Regions from separate parts of the Mus musculus genome. Here region 2 is linked to region 1. The links are chromatin contacts, called in public Hi-C maps. All regions are on one chromosome and are shown on one strand. Each heading gives the region's core, a stretch centred on a gene start, on an enhancer-like site or on the middle of the called end of the contact. The rest is flanking DNA. Distances are from core to core; before and after follow the strand shown. Region 1 overlaps Arsb (arylsulfatase B). Region 2 overlaps Lhfpl2 (lipoma HMGIC fusion partner-like 2).

Evidence for each region. Hi-C and Micro-C count contacts between places; a contact is called where the count stands out from the background.
Region 2: a contact with region 1 is called in a Hi-C map of the N1E-115 cell line, with 9 times the contacts expected there. The contact joins two enhancer-like sites. A contact is called at or near these places in 3 of 39 promoter capture datasets (the 3T3-L1 cell line, hippocampal neurons and liver), 4 of 15 datasets of contacts at CTCF or cohesin (the NIH/3T3 cell line, embryonic stem cells, large pre-B cells and 1 more), 149 of 484 Hi-C or Micro-C datasets (the 3T3-L1 cell line, 3T3-L1-derived adipocytes, the AML12 cell line and 80 more), 12 of 115 datasets of contacts at active chromatin or transcription factors (the NIH/3T3 cell line, astrocytes, bone marrow-derived dendritic cells and 8 more) and 2 of 9 other capture datasets (embryonic stem cells and embryonic tail).

The regions. Positions count from the first base shown.
Region 1 is chr13:93,792,403-93,797,820 of GRCm38.p6, reverse strand. Arsb (arylsulfatase B) reads right to left here. Exons shown (of 8, transcript NM_009712.3): 3 at 3,603-3,793. Among named protein-coding and RNA genes, the nearest start is that of Mir5624, 4.3 kb to the right of the region's middle. Within about 2 kb of position 3,495, at least 1 of the 459 cell types and tissues checked has an H3K27ac peak or open chromatin away from gene starts, as enhancers often do. A contact at or near this core is called in the N1E-115 cell line, where this site is marked.
Region 2 is chr13:94,187,920-94,193,161 of GRCm38.p6, reverse strand. Lhfpl2 (lipoma HMGIC fusion partner-like 2) reads right to left here. Exons shown (of 4, transcript NM_172589.2): 4 at 1-1,314. The coding sequence ends at 1,061. LOC115488151 (a long non-coding RNA gene) reads right to left here. Exons shown (of 2, transcript XR_003950582.1): 2 at 3,560-5,242. Among named protein-coding and RNA genes, the nearest start is that of Scamp1, 95 kb to the left of the region's middle. Within about 2 kb of position 2,576, at least 47 of the 459 cell types and tissues checked have an H3K27ac peak or open chromatin away from gene starts, as enhancers often do. A contact at or near this core is called in the N1E-115 cell line, where this site is marked.

The DNA.
Region 1 (5,418 bases), core at 2,246-4,745:
AGAACCTGGTATGTCCTTGGTATTTTCTTGATTTCAAACTCTTATTCCGATCAGCTCAGTCATAGCTGCCAACTGTACCCCAACCCTAACTGTGACCCTTTCAAGTATCCTAAGACTATAAAATGGAATCCTGGTTTGGAAAGCGTGTCTAGACACTATAGTATCACATAAAACCCAGACTTAACTCTGCATACGTACATTGAGGATGCTAATGGATCTTTTCCCTTTTCTGTTCTGCTCCATGGCTCCTAAGATCTGAACTCTAAACATCCGCACTATGGGAAGAAACCACATATCACTCATTTTTATGTCTTTAGAGGGCTCCCTAAATCAAAGTATAAATTGGAAAAACAGGAATACATTTTTAAACTACTATTCTATCTTTGACAACCAAATTAAGACATTTCTTCCCAGCTTGTACTCACACAAAGAAAGTCTTCCACTAGGATTTATTGTTTTGTTTTCCTTAGGAAGCTTCTAGTAGATTAGATGTAGAGGGTTCTTTGTTTTTTTAAGTTCTTCAAAGTGCTGCTGTTCTAATTTTAACAGAAAGTCATGCTATGAATATATGACTTTCTTTTTATAGTGCTACTACTATGTGAGTCACCCTCACATAAAGGAGAAAGGATGTCCCTTCCTGACACATGTAAAGCCATTAGCAGCGTCCCCAGAATCAACAGCTCAACTGTTACACGGCAGCTCTGTCGATTTTCTCCCTCAGCTGCCCCTTAAAAGCAAGTACACGTTAGTTGGTTGGTGAACACTTCCTGTGAATTCTTTGAATGACTTCCATCTTAGAACAAATGTCATGTTACAATCTACACATGATGCTCTAGGCACCTGAGAGCCTAGCACAGAATTAGGTTAAATCCTGGGGAAAGATGTTACAAAGATGCAGCTCCTGAAGCCAGTGAGTCGCATCACTGTCTGGAGAGCTGAAGCCGGGAGCATCTGTGTGCAGGAGCTGCCTTGTGGAAACGGCTGGGTTGCTACATGACTATTCTTTCTTTTACTTTAGTCTGTGCTTGGGGGCTCTGAGCATGCTGATTACCTCTTCAGAGCATCCCACGCGCTGGCAGGAAATGTCCATCTCCCATCTGGTGATTTTGGTAACGCTATCTATGAGCAGTGCCATGTTAACAGCACCCCTCTCATGGGATGTGAGCTCTTAAGGCCTGTGACTGTCCTCGGTTCTGGTGCCTTCTCCACCAGCCCAGTTTAACTGCCCACCCACAAGGAACCACTTCTCCACAGACGCTTCCTGGTAGCTGCTTGGTGGTATGAGGGCACCAGGAGACAATACTGTTTTGTACACATCCCTAAATATCTGAGAGATTGCTCCCCTTCTTCATGGTTCATGGCAGACATAGTTGCCTAGAGATGTCAGCATTACACCCTTAAAAATCCAAAGTGTGGCAAAGCCGAGACCAGTCACCAGGGGAGATGAGAACAGTCACTAGGGAAGATTCCTCAAACTGAGTAAAATAGCAAAGATGGAGCCTGGAAGGTTCTAAACAGACAAGGAGTCACTGGCAGGTCACTGTGTCTGAACACGTAGACAAGCAGAACGCTCATTAAGACTTGTGTGTGCTGAGCATCTCCAGGCAGTAAGAATAACTTTGTATTGTGCACAGCTTATCTCTGCTGCATAGAGTTGCATGATTAGATCAGATTGTGAGCCCGTAATACCAGCAAGCTGGCATCTGCTTGTCTTTGTACTTGTGAGAGCATCAAGCTAACACTCACGGAACCATCCTGAGTGCACAGGATCTCCATAGCGGCACCATGGACACCACGGAGAATCACTGATAAGGGGATGAAATATTAATGCCTTACAATATCTGATATCACTATTTCTTCCAAATGTCCCAGGAGGTCCTAATATGCTGTCAAGACCGGGACTGTGGAGCTGAATATGAACTGGGATTCAACATCTCTGCACGAGCTGTGACTAGGGATGGCGAATAAAGGCAGATGCTCTTGGAGTCCAAAGTGAGAGGTTACATCCTGACTCTGACTTCACACAGTCCCGTGGCTTTGAACAAGTCACTTCATTTCTCCAAGCCTGTTTGCTTAAACAAACAGCGTGTCTTCTATCCTTCTATCAAAGGATAATAAAGAGTTCCCTGAAAGCCTTACTTTGGCTTTCTTGGTATTAGGCCATATCCATAAAATGCCTCACATACAATTAAGAGCTATAATACAGCCAGCAAGAGGCACCATTGCTAACAATACCTCTTTGTGGTGCACGGGCTCTTAGGGCCTCCTGTTGTCCTTGGTTTCAAGCCTTTCCCCACAGCCCCCAGCTTATAACTCCCCCTCCCCACAGAACTATTTCACCCCAGTTGCATCTTCTTATCCATTTAATGTTATATGAAGCCACCTTCCTAGCCCACCAACCATTCTGGTTTTAAATCTAGACTTAAAATGTGCAGGTTTCTAAACATTTGAGAGAATGCTCCCCTTTCTTCATGTTTCATGGCAGACATAGTTACCTAGAGATGTCAGGTGACGATGTCAGCTCTTAAGTACCTAAAGTATGGCAAAACTGAGAACAGCCACCAGGGAGAATCCCTCATACTGACTGAGAGTATAGAAGACAGAGCTTGGAAGATTCCGTAGCAGACAGAGTCATTAGCAGGTCACTAAGTCTGAACAGATACACAAGCCAGAACCCTGCCTGCTGAGGGTTCACGCATCGTCAAAGAGACAAAGTGCAGAGAACTGGAAGGACCTGGACACTTTCTCAAATTTTCCATGTCCCACTGAAGGCCAATTTTTGTGAGTGTGCTAATACAATTCTTCATAAGGACACGCTTTGAGCCCAGTGTCTCACAACACAAAAATCTGCTCTGTTCCCAAAGCACCTATGTGCTGAATCCAGACAATTTGCATTTAAGACTTCTCACAACTCTTCTCTCTTCCTACCTGCAGCTAAGTCTGCACGTGACATACCTGATAGGCGCCTATGGTGTCTGTAAAAACCAATATACCATGCATATTAATTGTAAAAACCCAGTATTGCTAAGACGGTCATTTCCATTAAGTTGGTCAGTGAATACCAACCAATCAAACAGCCAACTTCTGTTTTCTTAGTAAAAATTGGTCAACCTACTCTAAAATTAGCATGGGGATACAAAAGATTAAGACTAACCAAAATAATCCTGAAGAGAAAAATATAGAATGAGAGGATTTTCTCTAGCCCCTGAGTTCCCAACACTTCTTCCCAACGGAGCCCTGCCTCGAGCACAGACACCTGTCTGGAATCCTGAAGCCTGATTTTGCTAACCACTTACTGTGCACACACATAAAGCATCATAAGAGTGAGCAGGGTTTCCACTGAAATGCTGAAGGACAGACAGCCTTCCTCCATCTGCAGCCCAGGGTCCCTTCCTGTGAGACTCATCTCTTGGGCGTTCCTAAGTACTTTCTCCCAGACCTGAGGAAGATCCAAATTCTTCACTTCTAACAACCTTCCCTTTCTGGCTAACTGGAACATGCTCTAAAATGTTATATTACACACACACACACACACACACACACACACACACACTCCCTTGGAAGCAACAAGATTTTGACAATATTAAAGGAGGAAGCCTTACTTTCTCCGGTGGGTGGTTAGCTATGACGGTTGTAGCCCTTTTGGTAAATATGTTTGTTGAGTAAATATTGTTATACTCTTTTGCAGGTTCTTCACCATCTCTTAAGTCAAGCGCACAGCGGGTACCATTCAAAGACTCAATCGGCGCACAGGCCTCGTGGGTGTAATAGTCTTCACTGCCTAGGAGGTATCCTGCAAGAAGAATGGGAGAAGAAACAGTCGGCATGGCAGAAAGCTTGTTAGGCAAACGAATGTTCCAGCAGTTAATTGCCTAATGCAACTGATTGCCCATGACGAGGCTAATCAAATGACAGGGCTAATCAGGGTTCTCTTCTTAACATCTCTATATTTGTTAGAGACACCACTGAAATGGCACTACATGGAAATCCAAGGCCCTTCCTCACTTGAGTCTTTTAGAGCATCTGTTCTCGCTTGTCAACTCTTTATACATGGTTGATCTGTGGGAAAAGGTTTTTAGAAATCAGAGTTTAAGTTCAGGAAGCAACCAGATGCTAATTCTTTAAAATTGCCTAAGAAAAAAGATAACGCACCACTAATGTGTTACAAGGTTTTACTTGTAAAATACTAAAAACAGGGTTCAGATCGTGTCATTTGTTGCTACTGAGGTTGGGAGATGGATTTCTGTGGTTATTTATGGACGGGGCCTTTGCCGGAGTTATATTTAGTCAAATGCTGACACCCACTGGTGGAAAAATATAAACCTTTCCTAATACAAGCTCTCTATCCCAGCTGAGCAGCCCCAGAGATCAAAGAGCAGCATTCTGTCTAGACTGTGAACCTTGCCCCGCTGCTCAGAGATGCAGTGCTTACTGAGCCCAGTGGCCTGTCAACTCCCCTGTTTCTAGAGCCCAGATCCCATAACAAAGAGGAAAGCACAGGAGAAACAGAAACGCCCCAACTAATCGTTGTTCTGCAAGTGATCGTGTTTTGAAAATGTGAAAATAAGCTGGGCTGCATATTATGATTAAATTGACAGACTTGCTCAGAAAAGGCCAATCAACAGAGGGCAGAAAGTGGTTAGTGACGGATGGCCCAGGGCTCTGGTTGCCTGGAGGCCCGTGATGACTGCTCATGGGATTTGGTTTCTTTTTGTGACATACATGTGTGTGTGTGTGTGTGTGTGTGTGTGTGTGTGTGGTTTCCTACAACTGAATTGTGGTGATAATGGCACAATCTCTCACATTGTTTAAAAATCGCTAAATTAAATACGTTAATTGGGTAAACTGTATAGTATATGAATTATACCCTAATAAAGCTATTAAAAAGAAATAAACTTTGATGAGCTCTTAGCTATATTCTTAAATATATTCCCTTTTAGTCTTAAAATGATGAAAAATGGGCCTAGCTCTTTCCTTTCTCATGAATTTTGTATACAGTGACAATTAAAGAGTCTTATACAGCTTATGTAATAATTCAATTGATTTTAGATTAACTATTTTTCATGATCAAATAAGTTCAAGGTCCTGAATATAATTAGTATATGACATCAACATAACTTATTGTGTGATTTTATCTATATTTATAGGAAATAAATCCAACATATTTACTACTTAATATGGAATAGAAAAAATTGTATTCACAAAAAAAATAATTTCAGGGCTGGTGAGATGGCTCAATGAGGAAAGGTGCTTGCCACCAAACCTAACAACCTTAGTCTGATCCCTGCGATCCACACAGAGGAAGAAGAGAACGGACTCCTGAAAGCTGTCCTGACTCAGACCTCTACACGTTTGTGTTCTCTCTCTCTCCCTCCCCCTCTCTCTCTCTCTCTCTCTCTCACGCACACGCACGCGCAC
Region 2 (5,242 bases), core at 1,327-3,826, 400 kb before region 1:
CTGCTTTCACGCTAACCTGGGGATGGGATTCTTGATGCAGGGCAGTGAGCCAGCGTCAGCAAGCTCTGTGGACCAACACCAGAAGCTGGAGACGCTTCCAGGCCTAGCTCCTGCTTTCTCTGCGAGCAGTGCCAATGGGGCTGGAAAGCAGAGACAGGAAAATTCAGTCTGCAAACGCTGAGGTTCTGCCCACCCCTCCCTGTGAACATCTGCACGAACCACAGCTGGTCTGGAGGCTGAAGTCCTTGAAGGCAGAGAACACTGGTTTCCCTGAGCAGCCAAGTACAACGCCAACCCTAGAAAAACCGCCAGAGGAGACAGGGCTATCACAGGCGCTAGGCTGGCTGCAGGGAGCAGGCAGCTATCTGCCTTACTGCCAGGGGCCTGTACTTTTATTCTTATGTGATTGTCTGTCTTTATTCAAATCCTGAGGAGAGCTCCACTGATCCTCTCACCCTGGCACTCAAACTGGAGTAGGTCCACTGTGGGGTTCTGCACTGCCCCTGTTAAGCCCTTTGTGCAGTTAAGCAAAACTTGGTTACCTTGCTGTGACCTTCAGCATAGAACCTGTCATCAGTAAGTCTGTAATTTTCCTTTTAGTCTCCAAGTAAGACAACATGAGAGAACTAGGAAGAAGAGAAAGACCCCTCCTCCAGCCACCATTCTGAGATGCTCATAAGCACAAAGCTATGGACCAAATCCTGCCTCCAACTACCCCGAGGCTGGGTAAACCTCTTCTCTGCTGCCAGAGAGATCACCGCCTGCCTTGGTGAGTCAGGTCATCACTATCCTTCATTGAGCCCTGGGGACATGGAGTCTCCGACAGGACTCCCCAGGGGCTATTCCATGTCCTTGTCTGGTCTCATTATCTGCACTGCAGCCAGCATGTCCAAGAGCGCTGCTTGGTGGGTGATGCCCCTCACTGGTCCCAGGAAGGCCCGGCCGGGGCTGTGGAAGATAGCTCCAGTAGGTCACGACTGGTTCTTCACTTGGTTCAAATGATGAAGACTGTGTCACTAGGCCATAAAGAAAGGTAACGGTGGCAGGAATGGCTTCCAGATTAAAGGAGGCAGACGAGGTTTTTCCCCTCTTCAATTTCTTCCTGGACTTTGTCACTGGAGGTTGCAATTTCTGCTTGTGCAGAGAAGACAGCACAGATAAAGGTGAGGACCGTGCCCCCGGTGGCAGTATAGAAGGCCCAGCCCAGGGAGCAGTCTCCAGGTTTGTAGGGGGACGCATACCGTCCACAGTCTATGGCTTTCTGGCAGCCCCAGCCTGCGGGGTAGAGGATCAGGCCGAGGATAAGGAACAGACCTGAGGGACAGAAGAGAAAACAGGTGAAGCCTTTGGTGCCTAGGCAACCTGCAGCATCTGCCGGGCCCTTATGGTCGCTGGCTTTGGGCGGGGCCATCCACTCTACAATAGAAAAGTGTTAGTGTCTTGGATAGAAGCCTGACCTGAATAGCCAAGGTCACTTTACCAGGCACACTTTTAAGTATGGAGTCTAGATGAGGGGGAAGAGAGCTTACCTAGTATTTCCAGCCAGTTTGTGTATGGTGGCATGTGACTCCACCAGTGAGTTTGCTCCTGTTTCTTGGTGTTAAGAGGCTTACTAAGGCCAAATATGGCTTTACAAAGGGTCTGAAGAGATGGCTCCGCAGGAAGAGTGCATATTGCTCTTGTACAGCACACGGTTTGGTTCTAGCACCCAACGGTAGCTCACTACCGGTCCAGAGGACCTGACAGCCAGCCTCTTCTGACCTCCATAGGTACCAAGCATGCATACGGTATACATACATGCCAAACCCAATAATAACACATAATAAAGTTTTATTAGAACACATTAGAACAGAGACATGCTTCCTTCTGAACACCTGGCCTGCAAAACACAAATTATGATCTAGCTTTTGACAGAGCTTGCCAATCACTGGTATAAAGTAATTCACTCAGAACCTTGTGGCCTCAGCCTAGTTATAGACAAAAGTCAGGAGCCTTAAGACTAACTCTTAACCTACACCCACGAAAAGCATTGTTTGACCTGCATGCCAAGGGGAGAGGTGTATGTCTACGCCTCTATAGAAACAAACTGCCAGTGTCATGGCACTTTGCTGTCTAAATGGCTTTCAGTGAGCTCCGCCCTGCACACACACCAGCACACACGTACCCCACTCGGCCAGCACTGTTCTGGCCCTCACTGCTGCATGTTCACAAGTCACAGGGTTTCAACAATTTAGAGGTGGTTTCCTGCCTGGTCTAACCTAAGTGAGGACTAGAGAAACAACTTTAGGTAGTGGCCTTACCCTAGGCCTGGCCACTCACCAGTACAAGCAGCTCACGAAGAAGGGGAAAGGAAACCATGATTCCCAGTAGAATGTCAGCTGACAGCCCTGTGCTGTAAGGGAGGGCGGGTTTTAGTCTATGGCCAGACTAAGCTCTAGTGTGGTAGCTAAAGAGATGGCAGCAGCAACAAGGACCAAGGATTGGGGCCTTTGTAAGTGAAAGGCTAACAGGGACAATGCACTGTGTGTGGACAGCTGGGGACAGCAGTCTCATGCAGGGGATGGAGTCAGTTCCAGAGCTCACAAGTGGATGAGTCATTTGTCATTCCAAGCCTTGCCTGAATCAAGACCTGCCTGATTCACCATCATAAAAGTGTACCAATCTTAAACCTAAAGGGTGGGTGTGGTTTGTAAAGTCTGTAAATGGTATTTCTGTAATAAAACAAGACCTACAACTCTTAAGCCAAGCCAAAAGGAAAAAAAAAATAACAGCTGCAAGTGAAATTTAAGGGTCACTAGGAGATTGGAAAATCTAGAAGAGAAAAACAAATAGCTCTCTTATGTCCAGTGAGACTGACCGTCTCCCAACAAAAGGAGCCCATCACTGGGCCACTGTAGGGGTGAACTAACACTATGCTCTTCAAACTATCGCACAAAGCACAGCGGGGACAACCACTACAGTTACAGTTTTAAAAGTCAGGAATGCTAACCCTAACCCTGATACCAAAACCAGATATGAGAACATGCCCGAGAACAAAAGCCACAGACCCACAGTTCTCAACACAGTCATACACCCAAGACATCAACACCACGGCCATCTTGGTTTTAATTCCAGGGCTGCCAGGACAGTTCAACAAATGTAAACTACAACAGAGAAATAAGATGTAGGGACAAAAATCTACACCATCTCAGCCGATATGGAAAAGACCTTTGACAAACTTTAACATCCTTTCATGTTAAACTTCAAAGAACAACGCATCTGGGGCTGGAGAGATGGCTGAGAGGTTAAGAGCACTGACTGTTCTTCTAGAGGTCCCGAGTTCAATTCCCAGCAACCACATGGTGGCTCACAACCATCTGTAATGAGTTCTGATGCCCTCTTGTGGTGTGTCTGAAGGCAGCTACAGTGTACTCATATAAAATAAATAAATCTTAAACAACAACAATAACACATCTCTAAGGGTTTATATGAAAAACCTCTAACGTGCACAGGAAATGGGGGAAAATTACATCCAGAGTTAGGGGCTAGAGATAAAGGTCTACTACAATTTTAGTCAGTATTGTGTTTGAAGTCTTACCGCAATAAGGCAATAGAAAGAAATGGTACAAACAGAAAATGGCTGAGAGGATAGGTGGACCCCAGAGCCCGCATCCCAGGATTGCTCTTGCTCTTGATGTGCCTTCTTGTTTGCCATTGCTGTGTTCCTCATTGTTCTGACAGGGCGTGATTGGGCAAAGAAAGACCCCTTCTGCCTGTAGTCGGTTATGATTGATTCCTGGGTATTAACCCACCCCATTGGGCAAATTTCCTGCAGACCCACTTTCGTGGATTAATGCTGTTTAGATGAATTAATGATTTTATAGACTTCCTGATTTGATTCAGATAATTTTAGGAACTTATTAGAATAACTGATAGAAAGTATAAGGGAGATGGTTTAAGTTGTTTTGCCAAAAAGATATAATAAAGTTAGAATCCAGAATAAAAAGTGTCCCCTCCTCATAGAATGTAAGTAAAGGCTGCTGAGAAGGAGTCCAGTGAGCTTCCGTACGGTACAGGCACACACTGCATGAGGAAGAAAAATAAGCTGGGAACAAATTAATGACCAAAGACAGCATTCGCTCCAGGTCAGGCCCAAGGACGAGGCCACAGGTGGGCACCATGACAAAGCAAGGCATATATAACTATCGCTTTGAACTTCTATGAGGTCATTTTTTTCTTACATAGAGAACTTTTGTCTGAGACAGTATAAAAGCTGGGAGCAAAAGTAAAGGCGAGTTGGGGCCCCTTTGCTTCATCCACTGATGTGTGGGGTTTTTCTTTTTCTTTCTCCATGGCCCACGTAATTAAGTTTTTCTAATCCCCTGCTGCTATCAGCAGGAGTCAATTGCTATCAGCTCTGGCCCAGAGAGTAAAAGAGATTTAACTGCCAGAAGCCATTAGCTCTGGCCCCAAAGAGCCAAAGAGAGCCAGACTGCCAGGAGCTACCAGCTTTCCAAAAGCAGACTCTCCATCCATTAAACCCTGGTATCAAAGCTGGCTTAACAAAAACCCTAAGCCCTCTACCAGAAAATGCTCAGAACTGATGCTTGAATCTCATCCACATTACAGTGGCATTCTTCATAGACTGAAAAAAGAAATCCTAAAATCCAAATGAATGCACAACCGACCCCAACCAGCCCAGAACACCAGAAGGGAGGGCAGTGCTGGAGGGAGGCATCACAGCCCCGCCCCACCTCCAGTCCCGTCTAGACCTGGACGGACAAAGACTAAGTAGGAGATGCAGGGACAGACCCCCACTGTAACACACACAGGAAACCAGGACACCCACATGTAAAAGAATGAAATACACCTCTACCACTCATCTCCCCCTGTACAAGTTACTTCAGGGTGGAACCAGAGACCTCAGCATAAGACCTGAAACCGGAAGGGAAGAACACTTCAAGATACAGGCCCAAGTACAGACTTTTCTGAGCACTCCAGCAGCAAGAACTGATTAATTGGATTATCTGCAATTAAAAAGCTTTTGTGCAGCAAAAGAAAGCCTACAGGAGTGGGAGAATTTCTGCCTGTTACCAGTCAGATAGAGGATCAATCCCACATCATAAGATTAAATACTCAAAACTACCAAATAATGTCATCATTAAATGAGCAAATATTTCTCAAAAAACCAGGGGCTGGCTAGACAGCTCAGGGACTAAAAGCGCTTGCTGCTTAAGCAGGAAGACCCAAGTCTGGATCCCAA